2 separate regions of the Sus scrofa genome follow, and region 1 is linked to region 2. A link is a contact called in public HiChIP or PLAC-seq data. All regions are on one chromosome and are shown on one strand. The core of a region is the stretch at or near the end of the contact, and the rest is flanking DNA. Distances in the headings are between cores, read along the strand shown. Region 1 holds the start of ZNF236 (zinc finger protein 236). Region 2 has its middle 80 kb from the start of MBP.

Region 1 (4,103 bases), core at 935-3,434, 210 kb after region 2:
TTCTCGTCATATGCTGTTTTTAAGTGGAATACAGAGAGACTTATAGTGGTGATCATTTTACCATGTATACAAATGTGGAATCATTATGTTGCACACCTGAAACAATGTTATGTCAATTATCTCTCTAAAATAAAACTAAAATAATGCAGCCTCACACAGTATGGTGTTTCCACACCTTGACTACTGCTAAGGCATGAACAGTTTTACGCCTAATTACCTGTGTGTGACTAGTGCAAATGTTAACCAAATGAAAAAGTCAAATGGTCTTAGTATTACTACAAAAATATTTACCTTGCAGACCCCTGAAATTGTCTCCATGAACTCCCACACTTTTGAAAACCATTGTGGTAAAGAATGACTGGTGGAAAGCGGGGGGAAAGTAGCAAAAAGGTCTGAAAGGTCTGAAGAGGCCTCTCTTAGGATGCTGAAGCACAGAGACCTACAGAAGAGGAGGTGGAGTCTCAAAATAGGGAACTGCAAAGGCCCTGAGACAGAAGTAAATGTGGTGTCATCTGGAATGCCAAGGACTGAGTGGTAGGGCAGGGCAAGAGCAAAAAGAGATGGACAAATGCCAGATCAGTTAGGATCCTGCAGGAGTGGGATTTTAAGTTAAAGGGATAAGGGATCCACAGCTTAATTTTAATCAGGGTGTGACCATGTATTTACATCTTAAAGAGAGCCTCAGGCCTACAGATGATGGGTTTATAGGACTGGCAGAGAGACCAGAGGCTCCTACAGAGCCTGAAAAATGGTAAGGTGGTAACCCAGGAGAGGGAAAGAGCAGGGCCAACTGAAAATACATTTGGGGGGTAGAAGCTACAAAACTTAAGAAATGTCTTAGGGAGTAAGAGAATTATTTTTCTAAGTTTGAGGCTTGAAAAACTAGGTGAAATGGGAGAGTGGAGGACGAATAATTTCCTGGCCTTATTCCAATGCAAATTTTACATTCTTTTTTTTCTCCTAAGCCTTTTCCCAAGTAACAGAGAGACACTGCACTTTGCTATTCTTAGCAGAAGTCATATCAACAAAAAACTTAATAAACACTGAATAAAATAAGGCCAAAGCAGGAAGAGAGCCCTTTGAGACCTGCTTCCAGACACCATCAGACACTAATCAAAATTCTGAGCGGTTATTACCCGACTACCCATCTGCACACCTGTATTTCCCCAAGTTCCACAAGGGCTACACGAAGTGTGAGCATCCTCGATGAAATTCACATTTACTGCGTGGCAGTGACGTCGGAACACCTTCCTAGTTTACTCGTCTGTCAATTTCAGCAACTGCAGTAACTAGAACGGTCCCATCTGGTTTGGTTCGTCCCCTAAGCTTACACCGACCCCTAGCCCGCCCCTCCTGCTCCCCGATGCCTGCGAGGGCACAGTGAGAAGCGCACGCCGGCCTGCCGGGTCCAGACACGGCCCCGCGCGCCCGCGTCCTGCGGGCACCAGCCCTCCGGGAGCCGCGGGAGAGGCCGGGGGGCCGGCTACCGGGCCCCCTCCTGCCCGCCTCGGGGCTCCGCACCCTCCCAGCCGCCTGCCCCCGGGCCCGCCATTCCCCGCACGGACGCAGCTTCCCAAAAAGAAGGCCTCCCGCGCCCCGCGCCAGCCTGGCTGCGTGGACGAAGAAGGAGGGTGCGGGAGGAGCGGGGCGCGGGGAGCTGGAGCGGGAGCGGGAGGGGGAAGGCGGCGCGCCTCGCCCCCGGCCCCGCCGCCGCAGCTGCCGCCCGCCCGCGCGGCCCAGGAAAGTAGGCCCAGCCCGGCGGAGGGGCCGGCCGCGCCGCGCCGATATCATTCCGCCCGCGCCCTGCGGCCGGCAGTCGGGAGGCGGCGGCGTCAGCGGCGGCGGGCGTGGCGGGGCCGCTCCCCGGCCTGGACCCCGGACCCCGGCCCCGGCCCCGGCCCCAGGCCGGGCCCAGCCCAGCCGCCCCGCCACCCCCGGCCCGGCCCGCTCCCAGCGCCCCCCGCGCCGCATCCGGGGACTATATTCGCGCGGAGCGGCACAGCGCGGCCGGCCGGGCCGGGGCCGCTTACCGGTGTCGCCGCGCGCCTTGCTCTCCTTGGGCTTCGGGGGGCGGCCCCGCGGCATCGTCGGCGGCAGCGGCGGACCACCCCTCGGCCGCACACACACTCACACACATACACTCGGCAGAGCGCGCACGCGCGGGGATCGGCCGCGGGAGCGCGGCGCGCGCCCGCCGAGCGGCGGAGGCGGGCGGAGCGGCCCAGGCAGCCGCCGAGCCCCGGCCGAGCGCCCACGGGCCTCACGGGGGGAAGGCGCCCGAGCGAGCGAACAGGAGAGCTCGAACCGCGCCAACTTCGGCGGGTTCCATGGCCCGGCGGGCCGCGTTGGGGGCGTTGGGCGCGGGCGCGAGGTGGGGGCGGGGGAGCGGCGTGGTGCGCATGCGCGTTCCGCCGTTCGGGCTTGGGCGACGGAGGGTGAGCGGGCCGCAGTCACTTGGAGGTGCTGGCCTCCCAGGCGGCTTGGAACACTAGCAGGCCGCGGAACCTCGCGCTCCTGGCGTCTGGGGCTGGGGGCCGGGCGACCCACAATGACCTGGCGGTCCTGGCCTCGAGGAGGTGGGGCGGGCGGGCCGCGGTCACCTGGCGGTCCTGGCTTACGTCTTGGGCAGCCAAAGTCACCCAACAGGTCGGGTCATGGGAAGTAAGTAGGAAAGGTAACCTTGAGCAGGCAGAGGTGGTGAGGAGGAGCTTCCCAGGTGGAGGCAGGTAAAAGAAAACCCCGACCTAGGGTCCATTATGTGCCACATGCGTAGTATGTGACACGTGTTTATATGCTCATGAATTCCAGGAAAACCAAGAGCACTTCGTCTTGATGTGTTGTTTCAGGAAGGCCCTGAACAGACTATAGTGGCAAAAAGCCCCGGAGCCAAAACTATCCAAAACATCAGTCTTGGACTAATGTTCCTATCTAATGTAATGCCTTAAGATTTATAGTTTCAAATGTATTGATTTTTTGTTGTTGTTGTTGTTAGCCACACCAACTTCCACAAAATTCAAACAGGAACATGACAGCAAAGTGTTAGGTAAGGTCAAGTAAAACAAAAGAAAACGTCTAACATAATATCCTCAGAAAAAAAAAAAACTATTTCAAAGGCACAAATAATAATCACTGACCATATTATGAGAGAATTCAAAGGTTAACAAAACAATCTCCCTCCAAAAAACTTGGACTCATCGGGCAAGAAAGACACAAAATTAGTCAAATGTCAGAGGCTTTATTTAAAAATCCACAGAGAACTTTGAGAAGGATAAGATTAATTACAGAGGGAAAAACCCTCTCTTAACTGAAACATTTTTAGTAAGTGGTTGTATTCTAACAGGATGTTCAGGTAGAGGCAACAGGGTAAAGAAACACTAGTGAGTCTTATCTGTCAGGTACTTTATATACATGAAGTTTATTAAAAAGTAGACCATCATAAAAGGAAACAAGTTCAGGTTATTTAACCAACATCAGCCAGCCAATGAATAGCAAATGGGATTTAGCAATCGACATCTGCTGGGGGGTTGAGTTTTTGCTTTTTTGTTTTTTTAGGGCCACAGGTGCAGTATATGGAAGCTCCCAGGCTAGGGTTCTAATCCAAGCTGTAGCTCCCTGTCTATGCCACAGCAACTCAGGATCTTTAGCCCACTAAGCAGGGCCAGAGGTTGAACTCAAATCCTCGTGGATACTAGTCACACTGAGGAGCAATGGGAACTCCTGCTCTTTTTTTAAACTTCTTGCCATGTTTTAGTGCTTTATATAGAATACTTCTAATCCTTACAACATTCTTGCAAGGTACTATTTTACAGATGAGGTTCAGAGAAGTATAGCCTGTAAGCAAATCCAAGCCCCAAACCAAATCTGTTTACCTGTTAAACCCATGCTCATAGTTGCATCAAAGTGAAAATCTACATAATTTTAGACAAAATACAGCTATTTCCATATGCATATTAGTGCTGGGTTACCATATAAGCCTGAGAAAACAGATTGGAAGGAGATCATAAGAATCCTTAGCCATTTGTAGGATCCGGCATTGCCGAGAGCTGTGGTGTACATTGAAGACATGGCTCGGATCTGGTGTTGCTGTGGCTCTGGCATAGGCT
Region 2 (4,600 bases), core at 1,219-3,718:
ATTGAAGGCCATTATATCCCCAAAATATATGCATGGGGGAATTTTATACATACATTAAAAAGAGTCTTAGCTGGAGCTTGGCAAGCCTGACTTTGCAGAGATGGCTCTTGGCAACCGTGAAGCCTCTGCACAGCACAAAGCAGGACAGTCTCTGTAGTTGCTTGGAGCCTGGACTCTCCAGCCTTCCCTAACATCTGCAAGGTAGGAGCCCCAGTTACCCCTGGACAAAGCAAAGTGGCATTTGTGGGGAGGAGAAGCAGTTTGTGATGCTAAAACCAGAATCTACATGGGACCAGTTGTTGGCCTGAGCTTTAAGAAATATGGGGGAGGGGGGCAGGTAAGAGTGACTTGGGTCAGGAGCCTTGGAACTTCCCTGTCAGAGTCACTACCCTACTCATCCTGGGGTTCTTCTGAGTCCCTCACTTCCACCTGTCCAGCCTTGGCTGCAAGTGAGCTGAAGGCTCCCAGCAAAAAAGTGGAAACACAAACTTCATCTTCAGCAGCCATCCTCCCTCCTGACCCCCCACCTCCAACTCCAGAACCCCCCAGGCCAATCTTCTTAGAGGAAAGGATCAAATAGTGATGTGACAGTGAAGTGAGGTGGACACACTTCTCTTGAATCTCCAGCACCTGAACTTGAACGATAAACCCCCTGGGGTCTGTGAGGGTGTCAGCCCTGAAACCACACTGGGAGGTGGCTCTACTGGCCCCTAAAGCCGGCCCAGGGGACAAGGCTGGGTCTCAAGGGCACCAGACTCCCCCTCCCCCAATGAACAGTGTGGATTCCCAGGGGCTCCTTGGAAAGCTCAGATTCAATCCCCTGACCCCGAATCTAAATTGGTGGTCGCGTCTCTCCCTCCACCTCCTACTTTTCCACCATCAGGATGAGGCCGAAAGTCCAGGGGGAAACGACTCTGTGTAGGTGACTAATGTCCAACACCAGGATCCCTTGGACCAAGAGGATGACACCGACCCCAAGCCGAGGGAGAGATCATTCAGGCCGCAGGACCCAGGTTCGCCCGCTCCTTCTGTGCGTTTTCTGGTCTACTTTGAGCCCTCCTCGCCAGCCTCCTTCGGGAAGCATGCGCTCTCCAGAGGAACCCTACCTGTGAGCGGTGCTGCACCAACGCCACCCTGGTGTTCCCAAGGGGCCAGGTTTTGCGGAGTGCCCTGCACCCCGAGGCGGGGAAGTAGATTCTGGCCAGCGGCCACGGCGGCCGTGGTATGGGGCGTGGAGCCTAAACTACCGCAGTCCCTCCCAGCACGGTCGGGCGGGGTGGTTCGTAGGCTCCGCCACGCGCGGAGGCGCAAAGAGCCCGAGTTCAGTCCCGGGCAAACTCCGAGCCCGCCTCCCGCGTGTGCCCGGAGCCCTCGTGGCGGAGGCGTCGGGACGTGGACCTGGCCAGCGGGCGGCAGGTGGGCGGCTGGGCCCGGGGCGGCGTGTTTACCTGGCTCGCAGGCAGCCCGGGAGGCGGGGGAGGGAGGCGGGGCGCTCGGCCCCCGAGCAGCCGCCGTCAGTCGCCTCTGCAGCGCGCCAGCGAGGACGAGCCTTTGGCCCCGGCGGCCCGCGTCCCTGACCCGGAAGGCGGAGCCCTGGGACCCCGCGCTCCTGGCGCCTGGGGCCGGGGCGGCGGGAAGGCGGCCTGGATCCCGCGGCGCCCTCGGCCTAGGAGCACCAAGCTTAGCGCGGTGGGTGACTCTTGGGTGGGCAAGCGCCTTTATCAGCGCCCTCGGAGCGGGGACCCGGGCCCGGAGTTCCCCTGGGCGGCGGCGCAGGTGGCGGCAGGTGGCAGCCCAGGGGCCGCCGGGGCGGGGGGTGGGTGCGGGTGTAGACGCGCTCCAGAGCAGCGGGGCTGTCCCGGATGAGTGTCCAGATGTGGGCTCCCGTGGCTGGGGTCTCAAGAGTGTGGGAGGGGGTGGGGGTGGAGTTTCGGAGGGAGGTGACGAAGGTCAAAGAGGCCGCCCTGGGCGTTGCGGGGATGGGTGCTGGTGGCGAGCTTTCGAGCAGGCGGGGGATCCCCACAGGCTTAAAGTGCTTCTTAAAGACACACCTGGAGCCGGGCAGACGACCTCACCCTCCCGCCGTTTCCAGACGAAAACCAGTTTCCCTTTGAGCGTGGAGGGCGGTGACAGGCAACTCGCCTTGCTTCCGCCTTCGGGAGGCCTGGCCTGGCTGAGCTGCCTGAGCCCACCTGCGCCGGCCGGTACCCCACCTGCGCGCACCTGCGCGCACCTGCGCGCGGCGCGGTCCCCCTGTCCCGCGTGAAGCCCCTCTGGGCCCGTCGCTGGGTGAGCTGGCTCTGAGGGTGCTGTGTGTGCTGCAAGGTTCTACTGACGCCTAGGTGATTCTAGGTCCTGCGGGATACCGGTGACACCAGCTGCTTTCTCTTAGGGGCTACTCTCTCTCTCCCGTTTGGAAGGCGGAGTGAGATTTGGGAAACCCTTTCAGTTTCTTTGGGACTCAGTGGGACTCCGGCAGGAAATAGGCGTGTTTCGGTTCCCCATCCTCTGTTTTCCAATTGCGGCAATGTGAGAATCAACAGCATGTGTGCAGTTTTTCTCTGCCTCCGTGGAGGGCACGTGCAGCAGCTGGGATGTGTTGGGAGGGGTATAAACATGGTGGCGGGGGGGCGCTGGCTGTTCTGACATGGACATGAACACCTGGCCTAGAAAGAGAGTTTTTCCTAGGAAGGGGATTTTAGGATGCATCCTATTTAAGACCTATGGCTTTTGGAGAAGATTTTTAGCCCACCGAGGTCAGGGGGATGTTTTACAGAGTGGCCTGCAAGTTAGGGACCTCCCTATATTGGGCTCAGGCCTGTACCTCTGCTCCCTGGTAGGCCACATGAGAGTGCTGAGGGCCTCCTGGGACATGGGGACCCAGGTGTGGAGCCAGCAGGAGTCAAAGCAGATCTTCAGGAAAGGATGGGCCAAATGACCTGCAAGGGGCAGAAGCCTTATGAACCCGCGGCGTTCCTCCCAGGCCACGGGTGCTCGTCGGTAGCTGAATTTTTTTTTAAGTGGGATAGATCAAAACCTGAAGGGAGGAAATCCAGTTAAAAATTGCCATAAAATGTCGGTTAACAGTAACTCCCTAGGATTTAACTGAGTACCTTTATTAACCAGGGTTGAACAAAAACTGTTTGGTTCAAATGCACCTTAAAAATCTTTCTAAAGTATCGTATTTCTGTCCAAAGAGAAGAGCATTTAGAAAAGTTATTTGATCTGTGATTGACATGGAATCACTTCAGCCTAGCTTTGGTGGGGGATGGCCTCGACCATGTGCCCTGATGAAAGGCACTTGCTGAAGGTGGAAAAGAGTAGAGACCAGTCTTTTTGGTGATTTTTTTCTATTTCCTTCTGAATTTCTAAATGCTAATTGGAGGTATGTTGAACTTTTAGTTTTCTAGGTTCTTTAAAAAATTGACAACCATTTCTGTACCCAGGTAGCATTTTTGACCACTTACAAATTGCCAGCTGTCTTCTGAAAATGCTATTTCACCTGATGAATCGTCCTGATGCCAGGGGATACCCTCCTTTGATATAACTACCCTATTATTATCTTCATTTGGGGGGGCAATGCCCATGGCATGTGGAAGTTCTTGGGCCAGGGATTGAACCCATGCCGCATCAGTGACAATGCCAAGTCCTAAGCAGCTAAGTCACCAGGGAACTCCTACTCTCATTTTCACTGACTAGGAAACCAAGGCACAGAGACTCACAGGTGCCTACAGGATTAAGTTCCAGGATCCTGCCACCAGCCCCTCTTTGCTGCCCTGCAGACTGACAGGACACCTTGCAAACCTCACAGAGCTGCCTTTGGTTTCTGTCTCTTTAAAATTCCACTGCTCCTGAGTGGCCACACCCAACAAAATATGCTTCCTCTACAGGATGATTGGACTGTCACATCTCTTTTAGTCACCCTGTCCTAACTTCCTCAGTGAAGTTGTCAGTAAGGAGAGTCAGTTTCCTAATTCCTTGGTACGATTTTTAGTAAGTAGTCATTAAGCACTACATAAAGGAGGACACTTCTATTGGTCCCTTGGAGCCACGGAAGGAAGCTTAAATCAGCCTGAGTTGGGGGCCCTAGGAGCTGGATTTAATGCACAGTAATTGTCAGCAGAGACCCTGATGGTCCTGCTGAGCAGAGAGGCTGGATGAGCAGGTTTCCAGTCTCTACCTTAACATGCAGCCACCAGGCTTTAGCCAGAGAGACAGAGCCAGTGGGAGATACACATGAGAGATGGATCGTGAGGAATTAGGGCTGGAGAGGCTGCCCAGGTAGGAGGCTGGAGCTCTCAGGTGTGAGCTGAGGCCTTGTCCAAAGGCAGAACCACCCTCATGTCAATAATTTAAAAATTCATAACTATACATCTGGACTCTGTGAATACCAGAGTAAATGTGAAGCTCTGTTATTTAAAAAAAAAAAATAGATGGATGCCTAGAGAATGAAGGTAAACAGACTTAGGTGAGGTATCTGGGATGTATAAAACATTCTCAAATTCAGCAAAACACAACAAACCACCTAGAAGAAAAAGATGTGAGTGACTAGGCTGGTCTAGTAAGACATGAAAAGATGCTTAACCCACTAGTTCTCAGG

What was found. HiChIP or PLAC-seq counts read pairs in DNA pulled down with a chosen protein or histone mark.
Region 1: a contact with region 2 is called in an H3K27ac HiChIP or PLAC-seq map of alveolar macrophages. The contact joins the promoter of ZNF236 here to the enhancer-like site in region 2. A contact is called at or near these places in 1 of 5 promoter capture datasets (fetal liver), 5 of 47 Hi-C or Micro-C datasets (adipose tissue, blood, omental adipose tissue and 2 more) and 2 of 2 datasets of contacts at active chromatin or transcription factors (alveolar macrophages and skeletal muscle).

Annotation. Positions count from the first base shown.
Region 1 is chr1:147,779,977-147,784,079 of Sscrofa11.1, forward strand. It overlaps ZNF236 (zinc finger protein 236), which reads right to left and starts at 2,185. Exons shown (of 33, transcript XR_002345824.1): 1 at 2,031-2,185.
Region 2 is chr1:147,567,098-147,571,697 of Sscrofa11.1, forward strand. No RefSeq gene overlaps it. Among named protein-coding and RNA genes, the nearest start is that of MBP, 80 kb to the right of the region's middle. Within about 2 kb of position 2,469, at least 52 of the 83 cell types and tissues checked have an H3K27ac peak or open chromatin away from gene starts, as enhancers often do. A contact at or near this core is called in adipose tissue, alveolar macrophages, fetal liver and 4 more, where this site is marked.